Regions from separate parts of the Mus musculus genome. Here region 2 is linked to region 1. Evidence: chromatin contacts called from public promoter capture Hi-C data. All regions are on one chromosome and are shown on one strand. Each heading gives the region's core, a stretch centred on a gene start, on an enhancer-like site or on the middle of the called end of the contact. The rest is flanking DNA. Distances are from core to core; before and after follow the strand shown. Region 1 holds the start of Pdcl2 (phosducin-like 2). Region 2 holds the start of Hopx (HOP homeobox).

The links. Promoter capture Hi-C pulls out the DNA fragments that hold promoters and counts their contacts.
Region 2: a contact with region 1 is called in a promoter capture Hi-C map of pre-B cells, with 2.4 times the contacts expected there. The contact joins the promoter of Hopx here to the promoter of Pdcl2 in region 1. A contact is called at or near these places in 2 of 39 promoter capture datasets (pre-B cells and stem cell-derived epiblast-like cells).

What each region holds. Positions count from the first base shown.
Region 1 is chr5:76,329,788-76,332,567 of GRCm38.p6, forward strand. Pdcl2 (phosducin-like 2) reads right to left here and starts at 1,369. Exons shown (of 6, transcript NM_023508.7): 1 at 1,226-1,369. The coding sequence starts at 1,231. 4930432L08Rik (RIKEN cDNA 4930432L08 gene) reads left to right here and starts at 1,451. Exons shown (of 6, transcript NR_152115.1): 1 at 1,451-1,542; 2 at 2,565-2,763.
Region 2 is chr5:77,093,851-77,096,609 of GRCm38.p6, forward strand. It overlaps Hopx (HOP homeobox), which reads right to left and starts at 1,417. Exons shown (of 3, transcript NM_001159900.1): 1 at 1,301-1,417; 2 at 1,016-1,172. The coding sequence starts at 1,159.

The DNA.
Region 1 (2,780 bases), core at 119-2,618:
TCATACTATTAATTATTAGGTCAGTGATCTGTTGCTTCCTGCTGGCTCCACTTCAGCAGAATTCCTGAAAGGCAGATGCAATGCAAGACAGACTGCAGGGCCGGGCTAGCTGTACAAATGTGCCTGCTAACACCCAGCCCAACGTGAAAGGACCCAAAGACATGTGAATTGCGCTTTCAATAGCTTAATAAATTGTATGACCTACCCAACCACCCAAAGTTCATATACAAACCAAGAAAAACCCGATTCCCTTCACTAGGGAGCAGGGAAGAGGAAAGCTATTTCTTCTGTCAGGAAGTGAGGATTTTCCTGGGAGAAACGGAGGAAGGGGGCAGGGACAGGAAGGGAGGGAGGAGATTCTTATTTTTCTAAATTAAAACTTTATTATAAAGCGCTCGAGGGGCCGCCTTTACAAGCACTCACTGCTCTTAAAGGAGAACCGGAGTTCAATTCCCAGCACCGAAGTGCTGATTTACAACCATCTGTAAAACTTCAGTTCCAGGGGATCCAACGTCCTCTTCAGAACTCCGTGGGTACCATGTGGTATACAGACATTCGTGCAAACAAAATGCCCATACAAATAAATAAGCTAATTTCAAAGATAAAGAATTCATAAATAAAAAAAACATCATCACCCTGTGAAATTACCCAGACCAAAGTCTTGAAATGTCGAGCTGTAATTTAACTTTTCTATTTAAAATGAAAATTGTTTGCGCTCTCGCATGTGTGTGTGTGTGTGTGTGTGTGTGTGTGTAGCTCGGAAGATAACCTGAAGAGTTCTCACTTACTGCTTTGTAGGTGCCATGGATCGAACTCAGCTTTTTAGGCTCAGCAGCAAGCACCTTAAACCCCTGAGACATTTCACATCGATGGACACCACCCACCCCGAACCTGCTTTTAAAAGAACATAAATGAACGCAATTGAATCCCCTTTGGCCAATCATAATTCAAAAATAGCACAGCATTTGGATTTCCAGGACTCAGGGGTAAAAGGCGATACTGAACCACTAAGTGTTTCTTTCAGCTTCACATGAGACTCAAGAATATCGCCAAACGACATTCTCTTAAAACTAGACAGAGACGCACAAAATAGCACCTACCAAGAACAAATCTTAGAACCCACCCCTGCGGACGGCCCACACCACTCCATTCACATCCCTGAGATTGGAGCTAGCTGGCTGATCCAGCTCAGGACTCCAAGGTCACCCTAAGGCCTGACCCTCACCTGCATGATGTTCTCTTGTGCCCCTCACTGGGATCAGGGCCTCAAACTTCCTCCAGGCTGGCAGAGGGAACCAGCCAGCTCTGGCTAGTGGTCTCTAACGCTCCAGGGGCAGACCAAGAGCGAACAGGACCTCTGCGCATGTGCAACGGTAGCTCAGTTGCCAGGCAACGCTGAGGTTTAGTTCCTGGGTCTATGGGCCCTTGTGCATCAAGTTCTGGGGCATCTGACTTTAGCAGTGTCTCTCTTTGTTAGTCACATGATGCTCCTGTTGCGCTCCATCTTCTCGTCTACTACTGCCATGTCCAAGACAAGGCAAGGTTGAATCCAGTATTCATAGAGAAAAATATAAATTCCTTGGGTGGCCAGCACTACAGAGGAGTTCTTAACCTGGACCCACTGTCTGTTTAGAGATAGACTTATTGTTTATTTGTTTGCTTATTTACTTAGTTTTGGTTTTTCGAGATAGGATTTCTTTGTGTAGCCCTGACTGTCCTGGAATGTGCTTTGTAGAGCAGGCTGACCTTGACTCACAGGAATCTACCTGCCTCTGCCTCTCAAGTGCTGAGATTAAAGGCATGGGCCACTACTGCTTGGCTAAAGATAGAATTTTAAGGGGCATCTAAGCACTAGCCTCAAGTGTGTGTGTGTACATTTTCTCCTGTTCCCTCTGGAGCTTGGACCGAAATTTTCCGTCTGATTCCCAACAAGACCATAAGCGTCAGGACCTGCCACCACACACCTGTGATCTACCTCAGGTGGCTGCGGAAGGAACCTGTGAGCAGAGGTCAGCCTGGGCTACAAATTGAGACCCTGTTTCAAAGAAACAAAATCAAAACAAAACCAAAATCACTAAAAGAAAGAACCCTACCCACTTTAGGAGCTCGGGCTTATAAGAAGTAGACATTTGGGTTCCACTGTGTTTAAGACAAGGAATTTCCTAGGATGTATTTTCTAGGAACACGGAGAAACTACCATGTAAGCAGTCCCAGAAATATCCTGGAAAGGATCTTAAAACAAGAAGAAAAAAAAAATGTACTAAGTAACACAATTTTAAACTTGGGTTCAGCAAAGGAGCGATTCATCCGCAGTGATCAGTTAGTATTTAATATGGATTCTGCACTCCAAGCATCCCATAGCGTTTGTGTGTGGCCCTGCCCAGCAAAAACACTGCAGTGTTTTCAACTGTATGGGTATTTCTACTTTCCTCCCTGCCCTGATTTTATGTGAAGATTCTTAAAATACACAAGCAATTCATGACTGTCTGGGTTTTTTCTTCTAGTTTTTTTTTTTCTTTTTAAGATTTATTTCATGTATGTGAATGCACTACCACTCTCTTCAGACACAGCAGAAGAGGGCATCAGATCCCATTACAGACAGTTTGGAGAACCATGTGATTGCCAGGAATTGAACTCAGGACCTCCGGAAGAGCAGTCAGTGCTCTTAACTGCTGAGCCATCTCTCCAGCCCGTCTTTCTGGATTTTTAAAAGAGACTCTGATGCCTAATAATATTTAACTTTTCTTATTTTGACAAATGAAGGTAATGGGAGGGGCAAA
Region 2 (2,759 bases), core at 167-2,666, 760 kb after region 1:
TTTAATAGCCCAGGGAGCACTATTACAGGGTTTTAAGCTTTAACTGAGCAGGGTGAAGAGAGGACAAAGCCCCTCCTTCTCCAGTCTATTAACTGAAGGGATAAGAATATCCCAGCTCAGAGGAAAATTGAAAGGCGTGAAATGCTTTGAGAGAAACAGGACCAACTCCCAAATGGTTTATCATACGTGGCAAATCATCTTTCCACGACCAAAGGGAATAAGAAAGAAGTTAGAGGGTAGATTGGACTGGAGAGAGAGTTGCCTAAAGGCTCCAACACTGTGCCAGGTGGTACTGCGATCTCTACCCTAAGCAAATTTTGGGGATAATGGGATAGCGAGGAAGCCTTTTATGAACAGACAAATTATCATCATGCAAGGGGGTCGTGTGCTGCGGCCATAGCAACAGAGGGCTACTTCTTGGTAAATTCCAGAGAAAGACTCTAAAGCTGAACCTGAAGCTCAGAGTCAGGGGATTAATAAAAACAGCAACAAAACCTGAACCGAAGTATGGCAGTGTGCCTGTTAGGTGCAGCACAGAGATGTGGTGATGTGGCGGGAAGAGCAACCTGGCAGGTCAGGTCCTCCATCCCTATCCCCACGACAGTACCCTTCCCTCCCGCCCGCCCCCACCCCCCTCCCCCGCCTTAGTTTTGTCTTCTGACAAACCGGAAGACCAACCTTATAGCTGATCGCTAACGTCCCTTTAAACCATGACAACCCTGATGAGAATAAACCTTCCCGAAGCTTTCCAGCACAGCGGGAAGAGTTACTGAGCTTGGAAACCGAAAGGAAAGCAGGCGAGATGCTCCCACTACAGGAGGAGAAAGCAAGGGGCCGGATCTGGAAGGCAGTGGAAACCCAAAAAGAGGATGGTGTTGAGACAGGGTAGGGTGGATAGGGGCTGGGCGCCCGGGGAACTGCGGAATGATTTGGGGACTGAGATACATATGATGGAGGCCCGCGGCAGCCGCGGGAACCCGCCAGTCCCGGAGGATACATAGGCTTGGGGACTCACCTGCGTCTGCTCCTCCGTGAGACCCGCCTCGGCTGCGATGAGGCACAGCGTGGTGGGGTCCGGGTGCTTGTTGACCTTGTTGAAGTTGTACTCCAGGATCTCCACCTGGTCCTCCGTGGGGCCGCTCGCGGTCTGCGCCGACATGGTCCGTGCGCGTCTGCAGGGGAACCAGATGGCCCGGGTGAGCGAGGTCCGCCTGCCCCCTCCCGCCGTTCCACCGAGGCGCCCCGCGCCGCTGGCTGCGGAGTTTGGGGGGAACCCTCCTTCCCCGGGACCGTCCCCAACCTGACTAAGGATGGAGAGGAGGAAGAAGACGCCTCCCGCCTGACACTCCGAGGGGACAGTATACTGAGGAAGCGCCTCAAGTGCTGCCTCCGGAGATCCGGAGCTGCCCTAGGGACTGAGGACACTCGCGGGGCTGGGCTCCCGTCGCCGTGGGCACGCCTCCCGGGCCGCCACACTCCGCCTCCGCCGCGGGCTAGCACGTGGGGGCCTTGCCAGGGAGCGCAGGGCAACGCACACTTTGGGGAAAGACGCTCACTGCACAAGTTGGGGAAAAAGAGACCGCACTTACAAACAATACTACCAATGGATATTTACTCTTTTTTTTCCCCCTGATTAAAAAATAGCACGTACTGCAGAAAATGTGAAGGACATTAAAATCACAGAGGGAAAATTAAATTGCCAGCTTAGTCGCAAATAACGGCTATAAAATTTTTGGATGATACTTTAAAGATCTTTCCAATGTACTTGTACTGAGACGGAAATGGAAACACAGCGATAATGATTTATGATTTACGGCTGGGTGGTAGCGTGGAGAAGGCTGAGCCATGAGCATGCGGAAGGCAGCTGAACCCCAAATGCCAAGCCTCCATCCCAAGAGCCTACCTACCTCACTGCGGTCTCCTGTATGTGTGTGAGATACCTTTCAAAACCTACCCAATTAATCAGGATCAAAATCAACTATCATTTAGAACCTCAGACTTCAGCCCAGAAAAATAGGTCCACCTCCAGCTTCCAGTTCTCCAGCAACAAATGTTGTCAGCATATCGCAGCAACAACCTTCCTGCTGCGCCACACCAATATAGCTTCAGACTTGGGGCTAAGAAAACTACCAGGTGTGTTCCCTCCTCCTATGCTTCCTGTTGAAAACTAGGAGGTAAAGACGGTTGGTCTTCAAGATATTCTTGGCTGTAGATTCTGTCCAGGCTTAGCCAAGCAGTAGTGTGGGAATCACCCTGGCTTGTTGCATTAACAATCGCAGAGTCCCGAGCGGGTTTTGATGTGGTTTGTGCCTGGGGGTGAACTATCTGGATAGTGTGCTCAGAGCTAACCACCTTCTCATCTGTGGCTTATACCTCCTACTTCCTAAGTCAATGCTTCTTACCTCTCCTCTAGTTCCCTTGAAGAGGTTTCAGACAGGAGGAACTTTTCAACTACGTGGGACTGGGCCTCAAAGCATTTGCCAAGTCACCAGCAAATCATTTTCAGGGAACTAGATGTCCCTCTACTTAAAATTTGTACCAAGGATCCCCGACTCTGCACCAAGGCTGTGGCCCATCTGGTTAGAAATACCTTTCCTGGGCTGGAGAGATGGCTCAGCGGGTAAGAGCATTGACTGCTCTTCCAGAGGTCCTGAGTTCAATTCCCAGCAACCACACATGGTGGCTCACAACCATCTGTAATGAGATCTGATACCCTATTCTGATGTGTTTGAAGACAGCTACAGTGTACTTACATATAA